Regions from separate parts of the Pan paniscus genome. Here region 2 is linked to region 1. A link is a contact called in public Hi-C data. All regions are on one chromosome and are shown on one strand. Each heading gives the region's core, a stretch centred on a gene start, on an enhancer-like site or on the middle of the called end of the contact. The rest is flanking DNA. Distances are from core to core; before and after follow the strand shown.

Region 1 (4,657 bases), core at 889-3,388:
AACAGTTTGGATTGTATAATAACGCCAAGCCCAGTTGTAGTCGTTTGAGTGCAGTAATGAAATCTGAATCTAAAATAAAAACAAGATTATTTTTGTCATGCTGACTCCACTGCTTGAAAAATTTGTTTACTGCCCCCCAGATTTTTAAAGATTAATACAGTAAATATAAAAATTAATTTTGGCTCCCTAAGCCATATATGTATTTGACAATTTTAACCACAAAGTAAGTTATTTAATAATAACCACTGATTTCTTTAAGCTGACTTAATGAACTCCTAATATCAGCAAATTTGAGGCCTAAAGGCACTAAACTAACTCTAGACTCAGAATTACATCCAACAGAATTACTCATCTAATATCAGTGAAATTATTCTTGCACATAAAGGCAAACCTAAGTACAAAGTTAAGTCTTTTACTAAAGGATGTTACCTAGGATGAGCAGTATATGTTTATTAGGAAATTAACTACACGAATTGAAGAGACCAGACTTCAAAATCTAATTTTTATAAATATGCTCTATGTTCTCATTGGATAAAACTGGTTATTAACCAATTTTCCAGAACAGCTGTACAAGATTTCTGCATGGCAGCCGGCTAAATGGTAGAAAATAATATGTTTAAGCTGGAATAGCTTATAATTTTATTTAAATAAAATTGCTGCTATAAAAAGTGCTTCCCAAAGCTAAGGAAAATATACAAATATTTTAATTAAGGCAAATTCGTTTTAAAAAATAAGCCTTTCAGTAGTGATTGCTTTGTAAACAAAGGATGGGTCGGAGGAGAGAGAGCCTTAAACTCAAGTCTGACATTCAGGCCCAAGTCACCCTATAAACCGGCCCTTAGCAATTCTATTTTCTATTCGAAAAGAGAAACCAGCTGTGGGTTGGCTTTACTAGGTGATGTGTGATTGACTGACTCACCTGCTGGAGTAGCAATGCATTCTCACCTTTTGCTGATGGGGCCTTGTTTCTAAACACGTGGATGCGCAGAGAGCAAGGCTCAGCCTACTGCAGCCATCTCTGGCAGCGCCTCTACCCGTCCCCAGCCCATAGATGGGATTGTTTAAATCTCCCTTGTTGACCTAGTGGCAATTCTTCCTCTACCTAAATAGTCGATGTGAGTGAAATCATTCTCTTTTGATAGGTGGTTGCTAGCAGTTAACAACCATTTATTTACTTTAAAAATTAATAATAAACTTTATAAACTAACTGTCTATTTGCTCCTCCTCCCCAGTACATGCCCGGGTGAGTTGGTTATTTTCAGCCTTTATTCCTGAGGAGGCTCAGGATGGGTGGGGGAGGGAAAGAAAGGGGAGGAGGTGTGGTGGGGAGAGGGAGAGAGGCGAGAGGGAGAGACAGAGAGAAAGAGAGAGGCGCTAGGGGAGGGAGGTTTACAAGTGAAGAGTAGTTAGGGAATATGGTGATTCTGAAGAATCGAGATCAGCAGTGTCCAGGAATTAGAAAAAATAAACTGCTATTTCCGTGAGTTCCCCCTCTGTGAGCCATTTAGGTGAGAGCCTCGCTCTTCGCAGTTCCTTTCTTCCCCTGCCTCGATGCCCTCCCCTCTTAATGCTATTTTAGCTTTTCCTCTTGTAAATTTCAGAGCCAGCTCGAAGGTTATTGAGGACACTTATCCGAAAGAGGCAAATAATAGAGGTGCTGAGAGTGTTTTTGATGTTTCCTAAAAGGCAAAAACAAAACGCCCTCCTCTAAACAAGGGCACAAAATTGTACCTGGTTTTTATTTTTATTTGGTGGTGGGGGGGTGGGGGGGGGTGGAAAGGGGGCTGGCTCTGGCTGAATGAGACTACTTTTTAATATGATTTAAATTTTTTTCAAAAAATTAAAAATATTTTACCCTATCATATTTAATCAGCTGTAATTATAACACATTCAAAATGAATAATATGCCTTGACAGTATTTTTATTGTTATTGTTCATTGCATGATGTTCGACTGCTTTAGAAGCACAGGAAAGAGAAGTAAACGCGCTACAAATGGGGAATTACCCTCGTTTAGCATTAAAATTCATTTAGATAAAATTGCCACAAACATTTAAATGGGAAGATTAGTTCCCCCTCACGCCTTATTGCACTCGCTCAATGGTTCCGTTAAGAACATTTTACACGTTGGAAATTCCGTCTTCTCAGACGGCTTGCTGTTTCCTAGTTACCCACATTCAAAGCAAAGGCAGCAGCAAAGGCAGCCGCAGCAGCAGCAGCAGGGAAAAAAAAAAAAGTTTTGGCAACTGGTCTGCAATTCATCCGCTGCTCGCCCCAGTCTCCCCTCCGCCCGCTGCAGTCTGCCCCCACCCCTTCCCCTTCCCCACCCCTACCTCTTTCCCCTCATTATGTAATGCGCAGAGTCCCGTCCTCGAGGAAACACGTTGCCTAGTTGTGTAGTATTTATATACAATGTTAAAATACAAAGAAAGACCCTAAAGTCAGTCGAGTCGGTTCCTCTCTGGGTCTCCCTCTCCCTCTCCTGTTCTAAAATGAAGATTTAGCTTGAATGTGCTGAGTTTCTCACATCCCGTACCCTGAGGCCACAAGGCACGTTTTTTGGCTTTCATTTCTGCCAGGACTTTTCCAGGAAATTCACCACTGCTTTTCGCTTGTATTAGAAACGTGTGAAAGAATTCGTCTGAAAAGTCCATGCACCGTCTAGCTTTTCTCTCCCCCCTTTTTTTCTTCTCCTTCTCCTCCTCCTCCTCCTTCTCTCTCTCTGTCTCTCTCTCTCTCCGCCCCCCACTCTCGCACTCCCCCATCCTCCTCTCTCCCCCTCCCTTCGCAGAGCCACAGGAAAAGAGGAAAGTCGGCTTCGACTGCCATCTTTTGGGGATTTCGAAAAACGACTCGGTAGGAAACGGAGGGAGGCGGAGGCGCGGGAGTGGGGGAAACCCCCTTATTATCCAGTGTCGGAACTGGCTCCCTTAATCTGATGCTTAAATATTTGATGTGGAAAAATTACCCATAAAATTAGTTACTAACAATTTCAAATTGAAATCACTTATCGAATTATAAACGCATTAAAGCTGTATGGATGGTATTAGGAGTTCCTCGGGAGGCAGCGGGTGTCTCCTTGAAGTGAGCCAGGCGGGCGAGTTTCGCCCCGGGGAAAAGAGCCCCCAGCCGAGCCCGGGGGCAAGGCCGGGAGGGCGGCGCTGCAACCTGGGCGCAGGGTCCGGGTCAGGGGGATCGAGCGGGCGGCCGGGTCCTGGTGGAGGCTGCGGCTGCTTCGGCTCGCGGGGGCGGGGAGAAGGGGAGGGGAAGGAGCCTTGGTGGGAGGCTCCGACCCCGGAGCAGAGGCGCCTACCAGCAAACTTCGTAGTGAAGTCGAAGGATTCTGAAAAGGAAAAACGCAAGCCCTGCCCTCCCCCTCCCTCTCGCGTCTCCCACGCGGCGTGCAGACCTCGCGCTCGACTTTGCGATCGGGGTTAGTTGCTGTGTGCAGTGTCCCCCAAGTCTACGGGAGGAGCGGAAGGGTATAGGCTCCAGTCCTGGGGTTGGGCCCGGCTCCGTGCCCCGAGAGGAAATCCAGCGGGCAACTGCGCAGAGCTCCAGCCAGGACGTGCTACCCCTGAGTCCCTCGATGCGCTGGGTCCCGGCCTAGGCCCCAGTGCGTGGGCGGGCAGGTCTTTGCCCCGAGACCACAGCTCTGGCCGCGGGGGGTGGGGAGGTGGTTGCACGGGCGCCTGCCTTACCCTCCTGCCCTCACCCCCATCTGAGAGTCTAGTCTAAGGGACTGTTGACTTTGTCTCTGGAGATGGGGCGACCAGGGGTCTGCGAAGGAGGTTGTGGAGAGGCACCTCCTGGGTGCAGGTCCGGGCGCTCTTTCCCCGGAACCTCACGGAGTGCTTTGTAGTAGCCCGGAGACTTCCTAATAGACTTTGCCACATCGGGGGCCCCAGACTCCAGAGTCCCATAGTGGCCCTGGGAGCGCGACCCAGAGAGCCTGGGGGCTGGGGGGCACATGGAACGCGTGCACGGCCCGCTAGGAGGGCGTTGGGAGGAGAGTGCCGGAGTCTGGAGCCGCAGCCGGGAAGCCGTAGACAGCACCCCGACGCCTTAGGCAGAAGCTCCTCAGGATCAGTTTAAAAGCTCTGCAAATTTCCCCATCCTTTCGGATACCCTCAGGCCCTTGGCCCACGGGAAGGCAGTAAAAACGTAACTTCATGCTGCAAAGCTCCCGGGTAGGCGCTTGGACGCCGATGGAGAGAGGCGTGGAACTGGGTAGTGGGGCGCCCTGCCTGGCTGGGCACTTTTCCTTGTCTCATTCTCGTCTCCCATGCCATGCCTTACCCACTGGCTGCTAGCGGCGCGTTTCACTTAAGGTGGCCACGGTGCGGAGACTACAGGAGCCTGGGAATCCCAGGGTTTGGGGAAAAAGTAGTGAGCGAGAAAGGGGGGGTCGGGGACCTGAGGAAGACAGCTGATGGCTGGGAGAGGGAGGGCTCCCTTTTCGGCCCGCTCTACCCGCCAAGGAGTCTGAAACATTCTCTCCCTAGGCGGAGCTGAAAGGAAAAACAAACAACGTATTGAGCAATCAGTTCGCCAACATCTGAGCTTTAAAGCGCCTTTGCTCTGAAAATAGTACCCTGGGGGTCTCAGTGGGGAGATGGGGGAAGCATTTTTAGGGCCTTGATTCTGGCTTGCCGCGCC
Region 2 (4,657 bases), core at 885-3,384, 140 kb before region 1:
GTCGCGCAGATGCCTGGCGGGCCTGATGCGGGGACGATGATCACACCCCCGCGAGCAGCCGTCGGAAGGCGCTCAGGTATACCCCGAAGTCGGCTGGGGTTCCGGGAAGGGGTCGCAGACTGCCGGCCCAGCTTAGTCCTCTCCCTAATCGGAAAAGGAGCGTGCTGCCTGGCCCAGCCAGCGCAGCCTCCCAAGGATTAAACAGAAATCGCCTTCCTGAGACGGGGAGGTTCCATCTTGGCCTGAAATTCTGCTTCCAAGTTCATGTTGTGGGGCCGGGGAGCGACGGTGAGGCGTGGGGTGGGGGGTGGGGGGATGGGGGGAGGCCGGGAAGTGTAGGCAGAGGCATAAAGGCGCTGGTAATGCACCTGGCTGCCCACCCACTCCGTCCCCAGCTTTTACTCGCGGGCCTGTCTTAACCTCCCAAGTGATGTTTCAGGGCGTTTGCGCCAGAAAACCTACACATGTATGTGATGGAAAAAAACTAAAAGATCCTGAAACTTAAGCGTCAGAAAAAAGACAGGGAGAAACAGAGAGAAAAAAGAGGAAGCAAATGATAAGGGATCCTGGAGATGGTTTAAACACACACACACACACACACACACACACACACACACACACACAGAGGGAGAGCTCTTTCAAGGCAAAGCGCTTCTGAAGGTTTTGGGAGAACGTGTGTCAGCCCTTCAGGCACACACGGTGCCAGTACGGAGTTGGGGGCGGGGAAGGGTGCAGTGCAGGCGGCTGGGAAGGCTCATCTGCTCGGCTTTATGGAAACGCTCCTCTGTTGGGGGCAACCAACCCCGCGTTGACTCCTGCGAAGTGCTAAAGGAAGCGATAGATGTCGCCTAAGGAGACTACGGACGCACGGTGGAACCTCATTCCAGACCTATGTTCTGATGCTCGCCCTGTGTCTCCTGCTCCTCGGAAGCCCACTCTATAGAATCTTCAGTCCTACCTCGCAGACGGACGCAAATTATCTTTTACTTTGCGCTTAAGAGTTGGCTTCAATACATTTTAGAGCTCCTAACCTTTCCCAAACAATCTTCGGATGAAGGGATACCCCCAATCTTTCTCAAAACTCTTTCCCTACCTACACCCCCTTGAGGGTGAGGGTTCAGTCCGCAGCTGGCGAGTGGGACGTGGGTGGGGGCGTTGGAGGCGCGGGCGGGGTGCTTGGAGGGAGTCAGCCTTTTGGCCACCTTAAGGGCGGGAATAGGGACTGGCAGTTCGCATTCCCCGCAGATCGAAGCTCCCTGCTGATCGATTATTTGATAATTGATTTTCCCCGCAGCCAATGCGCGGCGGCCTGGGCGGAGGCGCCTCCTGATTGGCCGAGCACTCCTCCACGGCTGCCTACCGAGATTTGGGTGAGCTCATTTTCCAGTCGACAGCAGGGGGAGTTTTCTGCGAGGTTTCAGCTGGAGGGAGGGGGAAAAATCCTCTCGGAGCCGAGCGAGCTGCGAGCCCTGCTTGTGGATGTGAGGTTTCCAGCCGCTGGTAGAGCTGCTGCGGCTGAGCCATCTCGGCAGATCAGAGCCCAGCGGACAGAAATATAAATACGAAAATAATGCCACTAAATATAATCACAAGGGAGAAGCTTAGAGCGGGAGAATAAAGAGAAGGGGTGAGGGGGAATTAAAGCCAGGGCAATAGGTGTTAAAGTTAAAAACAAAACAAAACAAAAAACAGTGGTTGGTTGGAGCCTCCGAGTTGTAGGTACAGGCAGCTTTTGTCTGAAATCTCAGCTTCCGAAGCGGATTTCTTTTTCTCTGGCACTGGGAGGTTTCGCCGAGCCAGGTTGGGGACGGGAAAGAGGAGCGCGGGGAAGGATGTCTGGGGTGGTGAGGGCAGGGCTTCGCTGGAGAAAGAGCTAGTGGGGCGCGAGGTTCTTACAGGCCCGGGAGAGGTCGAGGCTGGAGCCCCTCGGCGCCTCTAAGACAAAGGCAGCGGTGGCTGCAGCCCGAGCCTAGCACTCCGGCAGCGTCGCGCCGCGCCGCGCCCTGGGCGCACGGCCGCCTCACCCCGAGCGGGTCGGAGAAAGAGCCTCCCTCCCAGCGGCTCCCTGGCCCCGGCTCCGCCCGCGAGGTCTGGGCTGCTGCGAGCCCGCGCCGGGTTTCGCTTTCCGGCGATCATAAATAGCTTGGTGTTTGTAAACAGGCGCTGGGGGCACATTCCCCGCGCTCAGCTCATTGTTCCCTCCCTTCCTCTCTACTTCGCGCAGGACGCCTGGGCTGGGGCTGGGAGCCGCCGGGGCTAGGAGGTGGGGGAGTCCAGACCCGAAGTGACAAAATGCTAGCATTTTCTTTCCCCCGGCCGGGCGTCCACCTCTAACAGCAAAGAAACCTCTAAGCTGGGTCTGCAGAAAGCCCGAGCCACCTCAACCCCATGTTCTCAGGACTCCTTAGCAGAGGCTTTCCCAACCCGGCTTCTCCCTCCTCCTTTTCCTCCACGATCCCGCTTTGACTTTTCTCCTTGCAGTGTTTAGTTCTGAGAATTCAGTACTTTGCGCATCACCCCCTGCCCCGAAAAACACTGGCAGACCCCAATAATTTCGAGGAAAGTCATGAAGTCTATGCGCGGAGCCCTGTGCAAAATAAATCCCGCTGCTGCCTGCCCGGCGTTGATTCCCAATTTATTTCAAGAGAGTCGGCTTTGGGGAGAGAGTCTGCAGGGGGAGGGAGAGAAAAGAATACTGAAAATAAAGCCGGCGGCCGCGGGCTACTGCCTGCGTTTGTGTGCGTGTGCCCTGGGTGTGTGGTGTTTGTGCCTGGGCGTGCGATTTAATGGAGCGCCTCTCTGCCTCTCCAGTGCGGCCAGAGCTCGCTTCGCGCACCCACCCCTGCCGAGGAGCCTACTTGCTGCAGCCCAATGCATTGTGTAAGACGCGACCTGTTATGGCCACCACTACTTCCGGGTTCTAGCATTCTGGTCGGAATCCACCTCTCCGCCTGTGCAACACACACTTTACACACGCACGGGGACTGCAAGCGGGCAGCATCGATCGTGGCTCCTTTAAGACAAACTCAGACAGACATTTTTTTTAACCCTCCTTCTCTAATCTCCCTCCAGTGCAGCACTTGCAAAGAGGGAGAGAGAGAGGGAGAGAAAGAAAGAGAGAGAGAGAAGAGAGAAACTGATTAGGAATTAGGACTGATTCAAGGGAAGCGAGCGCTAGGGCTTTGTGCATTTGAATATTAACATTTGAGGTGTTCTGACCAGAAGAAGACAGAGCGGATGATCATTCATTCACCACGTTGACAACCTCGCCTGTGATTGACAGCTGGAGTGGCAGAAAGCCATGAGATTTGGTAGTTGGGTCTGAGGGGCGCTCTTTTTTTTCCTTTTCTTTCTTTCTTTCTTTTTTTTTTTTTTAAACTGATTTTTGGGGGAGAGAAGATCTGCTTTTTTTTGCCCCCGCTGCTGTCTTGGAAACGGAGCGCTTTTATGCTCAGTGACTCGGGCGCTTTGCTTCAGGTCCCGTAGACCGAAGATCTGGGACCAGTAGCTCACGTTGCTGGAGACGTTAAGGGATTTTTCGTCGTGCTTTTTTTTTTTTTTTTTTTCCCCGGGGAGTTTGAATATTTGTTTCTTTTCACACTGGCCTTAAAGAGGATATATTAGAAGTTGAAGTAGGAAGGGAGCCAGAGAGGCCGATGGCGCAAAGGGTACGTATTAAAAAACAATTGTGGAACTCAAATGTGAGATTAAATTGAAACGTGGCCGAAAGACACTGCTAAAAAGTTTCCTTTTTTTCTCTCTCTCTTTTAAAAAATGAGGCTCCTAAAGCCGTGGCCTAAGCGAGAGGATTTATTCAATGCATTTGTAGACTTATGTATGTTACTTGGAGTTGTTAATTAAAGGAATCTATTTATCTATAGATTCCTAACCAGCAGCTATATAAATAAAAATGCAAGCTCAAACAATCATCTGGGTTTTTTTTTTTTTTAAAGCTAGATACCTAAAGCTGTAATTTGAACATTCAGAGATCAGAAGTTTAAAGTTATGTTTAAACTAAAATATACAGCTGGAAACTTCTGATATGTTATTGATTATGCTCATCTTTAATATCACTAGAAGTATTCAGCTTTTTAAAGGAAATAACTTTGTCATAGTATAGCCAATTTTTTGGTCAGAAAACATTCATCTTTTTATAGTAATTTCAATTTGTATAGACTTGTATACAAGGCAATATTTTGCAAGTTTCTCTTAGATAAGCCCTCTACTAATTGAATACTAAGCTAAGCACACAGTTACTCACTTTAAAAATGCAATACTAATTTCCCCATATTCCTTTTTCAATGGAAATGCAGTGAGAGTAAAGTGAGACAATGACAACCCAACTGAGGTAGTTTCTTAAAAGAAAGGGGGTCTACAAAAAGCCTTCCTTGCATAATTTGTGTCCTGGCCCTCAAAGCCCTGTTTGCAAAAGAAAGTTACTAGGCTGACACATTTTTCTTTACTCCTTTGGTTCAGGCAAATGTCAGCGTTCTTCCAAACTCTTTTCACACCTCTGGCTTTAAGGAGATGAAAGTGGCAATTCCTCCTTTCTTTGAAAATCATTTCACTCTCAGCGCCTCCAAATCTTGGGAAAATAACTGCCTGGAATGAACCAATTAGAAAAACCTAAATAGCTAAATTTCACACACACAAAATA

What was found. Hi-C and Micro-C count contacts between places; a contact is called where the count stands out from the background.
Region 2: a contact with region 1 is called in a Hi-C map of fibroblasts, with 4 times the contacts expected there. The contact joins the promoter of MEIS1 here to the enhancer-like site in region 1. A contact is called at or near these places in 2 of 3 Hi-C or Micro-C datasets (fibroblasts and induced pluripotent stem cells).

Annotation. Positions count from the first base shown.
Region 1 is chr12:59,825,787-59,830,443 of NHGRI_mPanPan1-v2.0_pri, reverse strand. MEIS1 (Meis homeobox 1) reads left to right here. Exons shown (of 12, transcript XM_055107893.2): 12 at 1-104. Among named protein-coding and RNA genes, the nearest start is that of MEIS1, 140 kb to the left of the region's middle. Within about 2 kb of position 2,138, at least 1 of the 2 cell types and tissues checked has open chromatin away from gene starts, as enhancers often do.
Region 2 is chr12:59,966,180-59,970,836 of NHGRI_mPanPan1-v2.0_pri, reverse strand. It overlaps MEIS1 (Meis homeobox 1), which reads left to right and starts at 2,134. Exons shown (of 12, transcript XM_055107893.2): 1 at 2,134-3,668. The coding sequence starts at 3,657.